Linked DNA regions of Mus musculus: region 1 is linked to region 2. The links are chromatin contacts, called in public HiChIP or PLAC-seq maps. All regions are on one chromosome and are shown on one strand. Each heading gives the region's core, a stretch centred on a gene start, on an enhancer-like site or on the middle of the called end of the contact. The rest is flanking DNA. Distances are from core to core; before and after follow the strand shown.

What was found. HiChIP or PLAC-seq counts read pairs in DNA pulled down with a chosen protein or histone mark.
Region 1: an H3K4me3 HiChIP or PLAC-seq map of bone marrow-derived macrophages shows a contact between it and region 2, with 4 times the contacts expected there. The contact joins the enhancer-like site here to the promoter of Togaram1 in region 2. A contact is called at or near these places in 4 of 39 promoter capture datasets (the C10 cell line, the HPC-7 cell line, hematopoietic stem and progenitor cells and 1 more), 17 of 484 Hi-C or Micro-C datasets (CD4 T cells, CD8 T cells, the G1E-ER4 cell line and 13 more), 7 of 115 datasets of contacts at active chromatin or transcription factors (the 230-238 cell line, the SCID.adh cell line, bone marrow-derived macrophages and 3 more) and 3 of 9 other capture datasets (adipose tissue, liver and pancreatic islet).

Annotation. Positions count from the first base shown.
Region 1 is chr12:65,149,283-65,156,600 of GRCm38.p6, reverse strand. It overlaps Mis18bp1 (MIS18 binding protein 1), which reads left to right. Exons shown (of 14, transcript NM_172578.2): 5 at 1,752-1,882; 6 at 2,708-2,795; 7 at 3,771-3,913; 8 at 7,051-7,318. Among named protein-coding and RNA genes, the nearest start is that of Mis18bp1, 20 kb to the left of the region's middle. Within about 2 kb of position 2,095, at least 5 of the 459 cell types and tissues checked have an H3K27ac peak or open chromatin away from gene starts, as enhancers often do. A contact at or near this core is called in bone marrow-derived macrophages, where this site is marked.
Region 2 is chr12:64,962,049-64,969,232 of GRCm38.p6, reverse strand. It overlaps Togaram1 (TOG array regulator of axonemal microtubules 1), which reads right to left and starts at 3,491. Exons shown (of 20, transcript NM_177805.3): 1 at 1,205-3,491. The coding sequence starts at 3,256. Klhl28 (kelch-like 28) reads left to right here and starts at 3,697. Exons shown (of 5, transcript NM_025707.3): 1 at 3,697-3,824.

The DNA.
Region 1 (7,318 bases), core at 846-3,345, 190 kb before region 2:
TACAGCCTTATCCCCTTTTTCATGTCTAAAATGCAGCATAAATTGCCTTTGCAGGGATTTCACTAATACTGCTTACTACCAATGTTACTTGAACAAATTAAAATTGCTTCTACTCTACGAGGCTCAACTTCTTCATTAGTACAGTGATAACACTAATATGATTAATACTGTGGGAAGGCTCTTCTTGTTTGGAGAGTGTATCATGTAGCCCAGGCTGGCCGTGGGTACTCTAAGTACAGTATGTACTTGAAGATGACTTTTGATTCATGCTTAGTGCTCAGCTTTGCTGTAGGTAGAGAATTAAGTGAATTAATATTTGCAGTATCAAAGAATAAAGAAACATGCCTTTTAAAGACGCTGTGGGCTGTGGTGGCATACACCTTTAAGCCCTAACAATTCTGGTGGCAGAGGCAGGAGAATCTTTGTGAGTTTGGAGGCAGCTTGATCTACATAGTTCGAAGATAGCAGGGGCTATGTAGAGAGACCATATCTTAAACAACACCAGGACCAAAATAACAACCCAAAAAAACAAACAACAACAACAAAAAAACCTCACACCTCCCCTCAAACCACAATAAAGCAAAAAAAAAGTATTATGGTATAGTGTCATCAGTTTAATCCTAATTTATTTAATTGAGAGAACTTTTTTATAGCATGAGTATGTTTACTATCTGTTATATGAAAAATGCTTTGCACTTAGCTACTAGTTTCATTTAGTGATGTATGAAGAGTAGATTTCTAGGTCAGTGATTTGCTACTTTGTTTTCTCTTAAGTAGACCCTCTTTACAAAATAGAAGGTAAAAATATTGGCCTATGTATTTATATTTTTAAAAATATGAAAAAAAAACCTTTAAAATGAGATAGATGTACTTGACATTTTTGAACATGAAGTAGGCGGGAGGGAGTTGGGTGCACATGTAATCTGTAATCTCAGGTAGTTGGAGGATGTAGAAGTCTAAGGCTATCTTGGGTAGCATCGTAAGACCCAGGAGCCAGCAAGATGGCTCACAGGGCAGAGCCTGCTGCAAGGCTATACAGCCTTAGTTTGGTCCCCAGGTTCCATAAGTTGGTAGTAAAGGACTGATTCCCAGAAGCTATTTCTGGCTCTATATGAATTCCATGGTGTGCACACAAATATGTGGGAAAAAAATCCCAGAAAGACAGTATCTGAATAAACAAAAATAGCATTTCTACAAAAAGCCAACAAAAATGTGAAGGGCCACCAAAATCTTTGAAGGCTTAGGAACTATTAAGCTGAAATGTCAGATGTTGCCATCAGGAAATGTTTGTTGACAGTTTTTCTTTCCTTGCTAATGCTATATCTTATATCAGGTATATAGATTGATTGACCACAGTATAGTTTCTTGGCATAGACTCTGAGGATCACATTAGCCAAGCAGTTGAATTCTGTACTGGTTAGTCCTCAGATGTTTTGTAATTAGATTAATAATGCTGTTATTGTTGTGATAGCTAAGAGTACAGAATGAATACTTCCTTTTTGAAGTGGAGAGTGACATCAAGATTGCATCTCACTATGAAGCCCTCGTTGGCATGGAACTTAGTATGTAGAACAAGCTGGTCTCAAACCTAGAGCACTCCTCCTGCTTTTATATACAAGGTGTTGAGATTACACATAACTGGCTCACACCCAGTCCTTCATTATAAGTTTGTATGCTTCTATGTGTATATACAGTTCCTAGTAAAGTATAAATACTTTGACCTTATTAAACTTATTCTTTTCCCCCCCTAGAGATATGACTGATGTTTATTGGCATAGCAATGTAATTATAGAGCGGATTAAACACAATGAACTTAGGACCTTATCAGGCAACATTTATATCTTAAAAGGATTGATAGACTCGGTCTCCATGAAAGAAGCAGGTAAGTGGGCATCATTATTAGTTAAATCTTTCTATAGCCTCTCCTCTTTCCTAAATAAATCCCAGGATCATAAATTGACCCGACCCCTTGTAGTGTCCCACACAATCACGACTTTTATTACTCATTTCAGTATATGCCTAGTACTGACTCTTCATTACAGTTCAGCTTTGCTTGTCTTATTTCACAAACAAACCAGCTCTCTGTCACAAGGCTTTTCATTTCCTATTTTTAATATTTGGATTCCATTTTCCCATATGACTCATTCCCTCAGGTTCCTATGCCCTGGCTTTCTATGTCAGTAGAATTTCCCTGACTACCTCCTTTTGAAATTGCTGTCTTCTCCTTTTCTCCTATGAATATGTTTAACTACTTTTTCTGTGATATCAATCTAGCAAAGAATTTTACTTTCTGCATTTGCTTCTTCTCTTATATAATAGAAATTCAGTGTGTAATGATGGGGATTTTATTTCCCTAACTAATGGGTCCTCAGTACTCTAGCAGTACTTAGCATATAGTGAATCAGAAGTACACATTTTGCCAGGCATGGTGGCGCACGCCTTTAATCCCAGCACTCAGGAGGCAGAGGCAGGCAGATTTCTGAGTTCGAGGCCAGCCTGGTCTACAGAGTGAGTTCCAGGACAGCCAAGGGCTACACAGAGAAACCCTGTCTCGAAAAACAAACAACAACAACAAGAAAGAAGTACATATTTCTTGACTGACAGTGAATTAGAGAGACCTCTTTAAAAGCCTAGGCTTTTGGATAATTTCATTTTCTATTTTTTAAATTAAAATAATTTTGTATTTGTTTTGCTCATTGTTAAATAGGATATCCCTGTTATCTCACAAGAAAATTTATGTTTGGATTTCCCCACAACTGGAAGGAACACATTGATAAATTTCTAGAACAATTAAGGTAAACTGTCTAAATTTTTAAAAATCAGCTTTTCAAGGTATAAGTTATGGTCCCTAAAATGTACTCATTTTAGATAAAAAAATATACTGTGCCTTTTCAAATTCATGTTTATGTAACCGATGTAATGTGGTTTTGCTGGGTTTTTGTGTTTGTGTGATAGTTTTGAAGATTTTTGTGATTTTAGGGGTTTTAGAAATAATAAACCTTTATTAGACTTTCTGTCATGTTGAGTAAATTGAAAAAGAAAATAAAATTGGAGACACATTTCTAAGGAGAATTCATCAATCGCCTACCCTTTGGATGGCGTGTAGTTGTTAAATATTGGACTGAAATTCTTGATTCGTTTTTCTCCGTTAATTTTCATTAGTTTTTGAGTACCTACCAGGTACTTAGCAGACACTGAGAGAAAAATTTTATAAATTCTTGTTCTTCAGGAGATAGTAGGAGATAGAGAGTTTTAAACTTCATCTGAGTACAGGTATTGTATAATAAGAACTGGTGACTATTTCTTCCTCGAACGTGTCAGGTGGTATTTTTCTGGACATGTTGCTTCTTTTCTCGACCATTTAACTCTGTCTTTTCAACAGAAAAGCAACTGTAGGTAGTGTAAATTGAGCATGGCTGTGTCTCAGTAAAACTTGCTTATAGAACTAGACAACTTCCCAATAGTGCTTTTTAATCCTGGCCTCACATTTACTAGGTAAGTACTTTATTTCTGGACACTCATTGTCATGTAGTTTTCTTAAATAAGATTACATATTTTTGTTTGTTTGTCTTTTAAAAATATTTGCTTTGAGAAGGGTCTCATGTAACAGGTTAACCTCAGTATGTAGCCCAGTCTGGCCTTGAGCTCTGTGATTATCCTGTTGGTGGGGATGCGCTCTTCTCTTCTCTTCTTCTCTTTTCTTTCATCCTTTTTTTAATTGTTGTTGTTGAGAACCAATATTTGAGAAAGCAATAACACAACTATTTTAGGGCTGAAAAAAAGAACAAGACCAGACAGGAAACAGCAAGAGTCCAAGAAAAACAAAAATCAAAAAAAAAAGATGCAGAAGATAAAGAAACTTATGTCCTCCAAAAGGCCAGCATCACGTATGACCTTAATGATAATAGCTTAGGTAGGTCTAAATTTTTCTTTGTTGCTGAAGTGGTAGAGTCTTATATAAACTTAACACTGTTTGTAGTATGTGATGTGTGGTGTGGTGCTCTTTGACTGATTAGGACCTTAAAATTCCTTCTTTTTTATACTTTTTTATACTAAGGTGACTGTGTTGCAGACTGCTGCTTCATCGTTCTTTTTATTTCACGGAGTAAATCTTTATCACAATCCCAACCCCCTGATAAATATATTAATGAAAGATTATATTTAGACTATCACTATCAGCAATCTTGTAGTAGAGACAAGTATCTATATTTGCTTTTATGGAGGAACTTGCATATAAACTCAAGTGGCAAGTGCTTTAAAGGTTGGTAGAATTGTTATGTCAGCTCTTTTTTAACATTATAATCTACCTCTCACACTACCCTACTTTCACAAATAATGTATGAAATAATAGTAAGATGATAAAAGTTACCGAAATCCTTTATGTACATTTCTTGGAATTTTACCTTGACTTTGTAGCTAAGATCTATACAAATTTTTAAAATCTCTGAGAATTGCACATTATTTTTGCTAAAGCTGTGGCACCATGTTAGATGTAAATATACTACATCTCTCTCTAATGGCGTTGTGTCATTTAAACTCTTTCTCCTTGAAACTTATTTATCTTTTCTAGACCAAAGAAAGTAATAATTTAGAAGTGTAAATGATGGCAGACATTTCACTTACCAAAGCTTTAGCTCTTTCTCAATCCTTTCTTTTTACAAAAGTCATCAAGTTTTCTTAACTTTGGCTGGTTGCTTATTATCATTTCTAGAACATTTTGAATCTTCTAGAATCCTGGGACTATTATTACTTGCTATTACCTCTACCCTACTGCCTGTTTTACTCCAAAATGAAAAATAACACTGGGTCACTTTTTTAGAGAAGTAATCTGACTTGTAACTATGATTATTGAAAATGTTATAGAAAAACACGTGACATGTAGGATGGAATACACATTTAAAAGATTAAAGTTTGCTACACTATATACTATGCTATCTATGCACATAAGAAGAACCAAATGACTTTAAAGCATCTTCTGTGAACCTTGCTTCATGCTAAAAATTTAGGGATGAATACGGCTTGGCATCTCCTTTTAGCAAGTGCTGTTTAAGGGTACATACTATATTATAATTGTATCCTCTTTCTAAGATGATGCACTGTATCTTGTTTTATGATACTTTTAGATATTAATTATGTTTTGAAGTTTTAGGTGTTGCATTATCATACTCTGATTAGTGATGCTTTAGTGATTATTTTTGTCATCATCAGTATATTATTATACTTTCTTTGAGAAAATAACAAAAATCCCTGCTAGAAAGATGGCTCAGTGGCTAAGAGCATGAACTGCTCTTGCTGAGCACCTGCTTTTGTTCAGTTCCCAGCACCCTTATAGTGCTCACAGATGCCTGAGTCTCTAGCTCCAGAAATCCAACATCCTTTTCTGGCCTCTGCAGGCATTACATGTGCACAAATCCATATATACATATCTAACATTAATCAATAAGGTTATAAAAATAACCTTAAAAATGCCAACCATAACATGACTGTATTTTAATTATCTAACATGTAATTTTTCATATTTAGTGCTGTAACCATTATATCATAGTAATGAAGTTTAAAAACTACCTCTAAAAAAAAACTATCTCTGTATTATCTAAGCATATTATAAAGGATCTATTAGAATATCAGCTTCCTATACTATACAGTAATCTCCAGGATGAGGCCATCCATGTTGTGTCTTACAGTTCCTAAAAGAGTAATAAAATACGTTTAAGGCCAGGTATTCTGGCACATACTTGTAGTCCTAGCACTTAGGACAATGAAGCAGGAATTACAATTTGGAATTTTAAGGACAGCCTGGTCTATAGAGTAAAACCCAATCTTGAAAAGCAATAGTAAGCCAGGTGGTGGTGGCGCACGCCTTTAATCTCAGCACTTGGGAGGCAGAGGCAGGCGGATTTCTGAGTTCGAGGCCAGCCTGGTGTACAGAGTTGAGACAGACTGGTAATGGTGTGAGTTTTTGAAACCTCAAAGCCTGCTCCTCAGTGTCACACTTCCTACAGTACAGTCAACCTCCTAATCCTTCCCAGACAGCTCCACAGACTTGGAACCAAGGATTCAACCATGTGAGCCTATGGCGAACATTCTCGTTCAAATCACTACAATAAGCATACATAGGAATTACCGCACTTAGAATTCCAGGTAGATTTGCTTCTGCATTCTCCATTTTTTTAGATCAGACTGCTGATCTCATTTGCTTTCTTCACATATGTATAAGATGCTCGAATAGATATCAAGTTCTGTAGCTTTAATTATTTCCCATGATAATTCTTGGAGATTAGGAGAGATTTCAAAGATGTGCTGCTTTGGCTACATTGAGGATGAGAGTAGAGCTGTATGGGTAGAGTTTCACATTTTTCTAATTATATCCTTAACTAGCACAACTTGTTTTGTATTTTACATGGCTGCTTAGGATTAATGACCCCAGTGGATTTCTTATGTCTTCTAACTATTTTATGTCTTGAGAACTGATTTTTAAAACATTTGTTTAGTATCTACTAGTTCTTGAGAGTCTACACTAACTTCAGAAAAAAAAGTTTATGAAAATTAAGATTTTTCTCAGTCTAACTTAAAGATTAAGACTGGTATACAACTAAAATGTAGGATACCAAAATGACATTTTAAAAAGTATTATGGGAACTTAATGGGAGAATGGGAGAGTTTGGAGATGCAGTGGGCTAAAGAATACGTTCCGAGCAAGCCATTGAGGTTCTTGCAGATAAGTAAAGGAACATTTTAAGGGAAGGTAAACAATGGAAGTTCAGGCTCAAGCAATTTGAGAAATATTAGGTCTAATACCCATGGAGTATGGCTCTAATTTGAGGCTGGTGGGAGACTGGAACTATATTGAAGGCCAGGTAGAAAAGCTACATGTATGCCAGCCAATTGGAAAGCCACTGGCAGAATTGTATACATAAGGACATCCTTACATTTGAAGTGACTGATCTAAATAGACCAGTGCTTTGTGTAACCTGTCTGAAAATTTGTCTTATTTTGTAAGAGTATTTTCTATACTTACAAGATTTTGTTTCTAATTTCCAATAAAATAAGAGAGAACTGAAGTACCCACTGATCCCTTGAACTCACTGGAACAGCCTACCTCCGGCAAAGAAAGAAGACACCCGCTTCTCAGTCAGAAGAGAGCTTATGTTTTAATAACACCACTTAGAAACAAAAAGTTGATAGAGCAAAGATGTATAGACTACAGTCTCTCTATTGAAGGAATATCGGACTTTTTCAAAGCAAAGCATCAAGAAGAAAGTGACTCAGATATACATGGAACTCCAAGTTCTACCAGTAAGTCTCAAGAGACCTTTGA
Region 2 (7,184 bases), core at 2,242-4,741:
AGGTAACAAATATAGAGGAAATGTTTTTGTCTTTAATTATATTTTGTAGCTCTCAATGTAATAATACAAATAAAACTATTCACTGGCTGTCAAAAGCAATGAGTAAAACACTGTTGAGGTATGTGTAGTCTCAATGCAATATCTACAGTGAAGGGGAAAATATACCTTTATAATGGATCTTGTCACTTAATCAAATGCTAAACTGAGGTATCACTCAAGGTGGGGCAACCTCACTGTACTGTACCCATGACTGAGGTAATATAGTTGCTAATTATTTTTAACCTGAGTCTACTCAAATAGAAACAATCATATAAATTCATGTGAGATATCCTACAAAACAATTACCCCAAACTTTCAGGGGAAAAGGGGCCTACCATGAAACAAACAAACAAACAAACAAACAAAAAAAAACATACAAGTCCCACACACAAGTAGAGACATAATACTAAATAAAAAGGCACCAACTATAATTGGATAGGGGATGATAACTGTAAAATAAATGTAAAACACAGTTTGGGAACAAATGGAAAAAACTAAATAAAAGCTATATACAATTTAATTACTAGTATTCTATCGTTTTATTACTATTAGTCATAAAATAACTTATTTTAAGACGATGTATGTTATAATGTAAAAGAATGAAATCCAAAATGTGTGCAATTTACTATGAAGTGGTTCATAAAATACAGAGTAAAAATAAGGCAAGATGTTAACTGGGAAATACAGATGAAGTATACAGTACTAATGGTACTCTGAATTTACATGTAGATTAGTAAATTTTAAAACAAAAGCTTCGCAGGGACAGGAATCTGAGTTCAAGGATCAGAACCCTGAAGGCTTTTCTGCTTTTTGTTTTTCTACTGGAATCAGGTATTCCCCAGCACTCTGTACTTCTAGCCTAGCACTTAACACATTCATTGCCGGGTTATAATCCTCTCCAGAAACCACTTGGAAGTACAGTTTAGTTCTTTATCTGGTACCTTCTGGGTATTCAGTGTTTGCTGTATGACTGAGGTGGCATGATTACAACCCATAATTGACACCCACTTATTGGCCATAGCTCATTGTACCTCAAGTTTAATCAAGGAAACCATTAAAAGCACTGACCTACCCCATACTATTATAATGGATGTTCACATCAGCACTTAATTCAAAAACTTAACTGTGAATTCTTTTACTTTTAAGTTAAGAATATTAAGCATACCTGCTCGGTATCTTTAATGTCCTTGGAATTGGAGGTCTGGTTTTCTCCCATGACTCCAGGCTGCTCATTTTCCCATGGCAGTTTATTTTTCCCCTTTCCAGCACTTAAAACCCTTCGGGTACAGATAGTTGGACTGTAGGATCCATAAAGTTGCATGCTGTCCCTGGTGTGGTCACCACAGTAGCAGTGTGCACTCTGAGTCCTGTTACCGGACATAAGCCAGTCTGTATCTGCTCCATGTGCCAAATGGCTTGACCTGCCCTGGGCCGAAGACGGCATGAGTATTGCATACTCCACAAATCCCTGTTCTGTTAGCCGTGGAAGAGTTTTTCTGGCCAATCGGGCCTGCACGGCATTCATCACCCCATCGCCATTATCCTGCAATTCAACAGTATCTACAGCTTTAAAAAGAACATTGGTTTTACCTGAGCCCATTGATGATGCCAAAACAGCAAAGGCCTCTAAAGCTGCCTGGCGTACCCTGCGTTTGCTATCCACAAGAGCTGGAGCAAGATCAAAGGACAGTTTGGGTAAGTCAAAATCCTCACTGGGGTAGGTCAGGAGGGAACAGATGCAAATGTTCACTACTTCCTCCCGTACTCTGGAATGCTTATGTTTAAGGTTTTCCAGGAGCAAAGAAAGCACCCGCTGAGGACCCACTTCTTTCATTAGCTTTAGGAAGATTTTCATGTACTCCTGCTTGATCACCAACTTGTTGTCTGCCAGCACTTTCACAGAAGCCGCTATAACTGGTCCCAAGAACTGTTGCACCTGCTCTCCCAGGCGAATGACCAGCAAATGGAGAACTTGAAGTGTGCCATGGACCACTTTGAAATTGGAATCGTCTAGCAAGTTATACAATAAGCTAATGAAACCAACGAGACTAGCATGAGGGGTCGAACTTGGGTTAAATTTTCCCAGCAACTGCTTTAGTTCTTCAACAGCCTGAGTCCTGTTTTTATAATCTTCCTGATCCAACAGTCTTGCATGGAGTTCCTGGGGAATAATCTCAAATTTAAGATTGCTACTGGAAAGATTCACTACACACGGGGCAGCATCTTCAGAAAACCCGGAGGCTTCTAGCTCCAAATAATAAGGAACCTGACTTCCATACTGGGACTCCAGGCGGCGATTGTAGTGCCTCCTCAGTGCAGAAGGCAAACGCGAGATGTAGGAGTGAAACCTCTCTTGACCAAGTCGTTCTCCAATTTGTTGAAGTGAAGAGAAGGCTGTCTCGGATTCTTCTTCCATCTCCTGATCGCCAAGCTTTCGGGCCAGAGATATTATTACTTCAGTGAGATCCAAACCCTGCAACAAATCCTCAGGAGTGAACAAGATAGGGAGCAACAGCGCAGTGGAAGCTCTAAGCCGGGCATCTGGACTTTCCAGGCCTTGGATGAGAGTTCGCAGGACCTGCCCAGAACTACGCCTAAGACAAATATGCAGGATCTGCAGCGCATCTTTCCGTAGGGCAGGGTTATCTTCTCGTAACGAGACAACGAGCTGAGGCAAAAGCGCTAAACTGAAGGCCTCTTCCAGCTGACCCGCCTCGCCCTGACCCCGAAGAACGTCCGAGAGAAGCTGCAAGCAGAGCCTCTTCTCCTCACTGCCGCCTTCCACAAGCACTCGGCCCAGCGCCCGATATAAGGCTTCCTTGCGGCGGGGAAAGCCAAGCCGGCCGCCTCGCCGCGGCAAGGCAGCCTGCAAAGCCTGGAACGCCTCGGAAGGATCCGGTGCGGTGCGCAGGAGTTGAAGAAGCCGAGTCTCCTCCTCATCTCCGCCCGAGAGCCCACTTCCAGGCCCGGACCAGCTAGTTGAAACAGCCTCCGCCGGTAACAGGAGGGTCGAGGCCAGAGGCGACGGCGTCGCGGGGCAGGAGCCATGATCCCCGGCAGCCCCACGGCAGTAATAGTTTTTCTCGCCTCTCATGGTGCCCCCGGATCGACGACCATCAGTCCCTGGGGCGTAAGGACGACAGCGGCTCAGGAGGCGATAGGAACCAGGGGTCGCAGGAGGCGGCAGCGGGAGCAGCTCGGAAGGCGCGGCCGCCATGGAGGGTCGTCAGGTAGCGAGAGCTGGAGGGAACCATTGCCGTCTTGGGAGGGCTGGATGAAGCCCAGCCTTCCAGTTCCTCTCCAAGCCCCGAGCTGCAGAGGAAGAGAAGGAACGGCTCCGGTCAGCTGCCAGGCCGCTCGGGCCTTCCACTCCCGGAGCCAGCCTCCGGCAAAATGGCCCCCGCTGAGCCTGGGACCCCACAGGCGCCACCCGGCGTAACCAGGGCCACCACGTGACCAAACCGAGCGCTTCCATGGTGATGCACCCAGAGCGGACCTCTTGACCCGGAAACCAATCTGCCGCGGTGGATGCTGGGTTATGTAGTCCATGTAAGGACTTAAAGCATAGGCCGAAGATTCCTGGAAGAGGAAGTCTGAACGTAGCCAGAATGAAGAGGCGGGGTCAAGGCCTTAGACGGAAATGACGCTCCCTTGTCCGGGGCGGAAGTTTTCCACCCCACCCATAAGAGTTGAGGTTTGACGGGAGCAAGAGAGGATCCCATCCCGGGTTCCAGTTTTCCGTGGCTCCTCCTCCTGTTGCTGCAGGTGTTATTCCTGGGACTCAGGTATTTTCCTTTTGCTATTATACAGTGGTGCAGGCTTTGGTGGTGTGTTCCCCGAGTGCCCCAGGAGCCAGAATGCGAGGCAAAGAACTGGACCAGAGCAGGCAGAGAGAGACGACATGTTCTGCACAGTGCTGGTTACCATTGTAAACGTTCTACTCACTGCTGTCCAAAATAAGATTCTTTCTACCTGCAGCCTGCTTAGTAGTACAGGAGAACCTAACCGAGGCCAAGCACACAGAGTACTTTTTTAAAAAAGACTTTCTTGTCGTTGGGGACCTTCCTCGCCCCGCCCTCTTCTCCCTTGCCTCCTTTTCCTCTCTTCACCCGCTGGCTATGGAGTGTTAAAGGCTTCTGTCCCTTTTCATTGTCCGCATCACCAAGTTTTCTTATAGATAGGTAGAATCAGTGTTTTCCCCTTTGCATTAAACGGAGTGCTTAAAGCCTTTATCTTTTAACTCCTCTGTGGGACTTTTCCTTTCGCCCCACCTCCACCTTTCCCATCTCCCCTAGGATACTCCAGAGTCTCTGCAGTCTTTCAGTCTCCTGGAGACGGAGATCGCTAGACAATTTCAGTTGTGGTGCAAGTTCTTAGCATTACAGTCCTAAGAGAATTCTGCACAGAGGATTTAGGTTGATAGACATTATTTTAAGCAAAATGAGAATTTGATAGCTGATGAGTGTTTTTTTTTTTTTTGTAAAAGAAACTATAAATAGACTCAGTTCAACTAAGAGTATCTCCTATACGGCCACACCCCTTTGGGGCATGAAAGAGCAACTTTTTTGTGTGTCTGTATTTGAAACATTAATGCTGAATTACTGTATAGCCCAAGCTGGTCTTGAAGTCTTGACCCTCCTATCAGTCTTCTGATTGTTGAGATTACCAGTGTGCACTGTCAAACCAAGCTTGAAAACAGATTTGTTGTTGTTCGGCAGACTTTTAAAAGAAATAATACAATTACTTTTCAGTGAGAAAAGACTGAGTTATAATTTGAAGTTCCAAGCTTATATTCTTCAAATGCAAAAGTATTTCTGTCCCTCTTTGTATTAAATGGATATCTCTCAATTTTTATTTTATTTTATTTTATTATTTTGAGACTGGGTTTTCCTGTCTAGTCCTAGTTGTTCTGAACTCCCTGTGTAGACCAGGCTGGCCTCCAACTTAGAGATCTGCCTGCCTCTGCCTCCCAAGTGTTGGGATTAAAGCCCTGTGCCACCATACCCAGCTATATTATTTTTTGAAATCTTGAAATAATTGAGTCACATGTATCAAAGTGCTTTATAACAATAATTAATACTCCTGGTGATGCAAGTTGAAATTGTATTTATTAGTTTTTATTATAACATAATTAAAATGTTCTTAATTTTTTATTTTGGAAAAAGTATTAATATAAATGAGGCTGTATAACCATGTATCCTGTGCTTTGGTTTAAAGCTTTGGTGGGTTTCTTCACTTTCTTTTATCTTCTGTTTTGTGGTTTGCTGCTGCTGTTCTGTGTTATTTCACTGTCCTGAACACTGAACCGAGGGGCTTTGTTCATGCTGGGAAGTGTTCTGCCACTGAGTGTCGTCCACAGCCTTCATTCATCATTTGGATGTATAAGTAGATCTGCCTGAGTTTGGTTTAACACATGTATTTTAGTAGAAAAACAATAACAGACGTGCTGCTGTCCCCACCCATTTTCTATTTTTAGAGAGAGTAAGGATGGAAATGAAAACCAAGAGATGATTATAATGCTGGTCAGTGAAAAAGAATGAGTACCGGATGGCTGGGTGTAGGTCTTAGAGAGCACTTGCCTAACATGTGCAAGGTTCTGAATTACACCTACACTATTATGGGAGCTTGGAGGGACAGAAAGACAGATTCTCATATCCAACCTCAAAAGCTTACATGCATACTTCTTTTCATGTATGCTGAGACTTCAGGAACCCAGTCCACATGAAAGGGAACAGGAGACTGATGTATACAGTAGAATGTCCACATTAGAATGTCAGTTTATGTTGAAGTAGAAGGTAATTCTTTCTAGTCACCAGAATTTTCAGATTGAAAAATCCAGCAAACTCTTCATGTATCTAAGGACTTAGGAAGCCAAGTTACTAACCAGACTGAGGTTGTGTTGTAATCAGTATCAAAGAAAAGGAACTTAGGAAGTCTTGGATAATGTTTCATTATTGGTTATGGCATAAATATAAGAATTTTCCTTTCCCTCTGCAAAGAACACTACTGAAGAGACATGGATCCATAAATCAAGCAATAGTCCTATTATTTTCCTGCAAGCAAAGCAAAATGAGTCCTCCTTTCTCTCAGGTCCCTGTAGCTCAATGTGTGTTACAGATTGTAATTTATTTATGTCTATTACATTATGGCTTTTAGAAAACTTGGAAAATGCATTAGTTTCATTGTGGCTGTTTGGGGAATTAGACTACACTGTCACCTTTATTAGTACCTTTTAAGATGATCTTATACATAAATCTTATTTAATATATTTTATTTATATCTATTAGAAGTACTTAAGTTTCTTCTAATCTTATTTTTGAAGTCTAGGAGTCCTTTCTGTATTTACTAGAAAAACATTTGTATGTAATAATAGAATTAGATAAAGAACAGGCTTTTCTCTTCTTTTGGTTTTTCAAGACAGAGTTTCTCTGTGTAGCCTTTCCTATTCAAGAACTCACTTTGTAGACCAGGCTGGCCTTAAACTCAGAGATCTGCCTGCCTCTGCCTCCTAAGTGCTGGGAATAAAGGCTTTGCTTTAAAAGAAAAAAAAAGTTTAATAAGATAATAGGAGTGCATTTTTTTGTTGTAAAAGTAAACCTCAGAAATTTGAATAGAAATATTTAGGGCCATACTAAAAGTTGTAAATTTGAGTGCAGCAAATTTTAATGATTTCAAAATATTTTAAACAAAGTTAGCAGATTACAGGAAGGTATACCTCATTCTTTGAGGTGTATTTAAGTAGCGTAAACACTGTTTCTAGAGCCAGAGATAATGAAGTTGTTGGATGAATCACTTTATGTCTTTGTGTGTTCTTACCTAAGTTTTATAGGCATCCTTGAAATAATGGAAATGAAAACTAAATCCTGTAAACTATAAAAACCTGCACAATTTAAGAAGTCTTCATTAATAAGTACAATGTAAATGAGATGTTATCACTATTAAGCAGTAATTGTAGTCCTTTGTTGTGTGTTATCTGCCAAGTACTGTGCTAGCTACTTTGTAAATACTGATCTAATCCTCTCAACAACACCAGGGTTCGCATTTTAAGGATCAGAGGAAGAAAATAAAACTTAAATTAGTCAATTTAACTCTTTGCTTAGAGCTTTTAGAAGTTTGGTAAAAAGGGGGAGGGTGCTAAGACTATC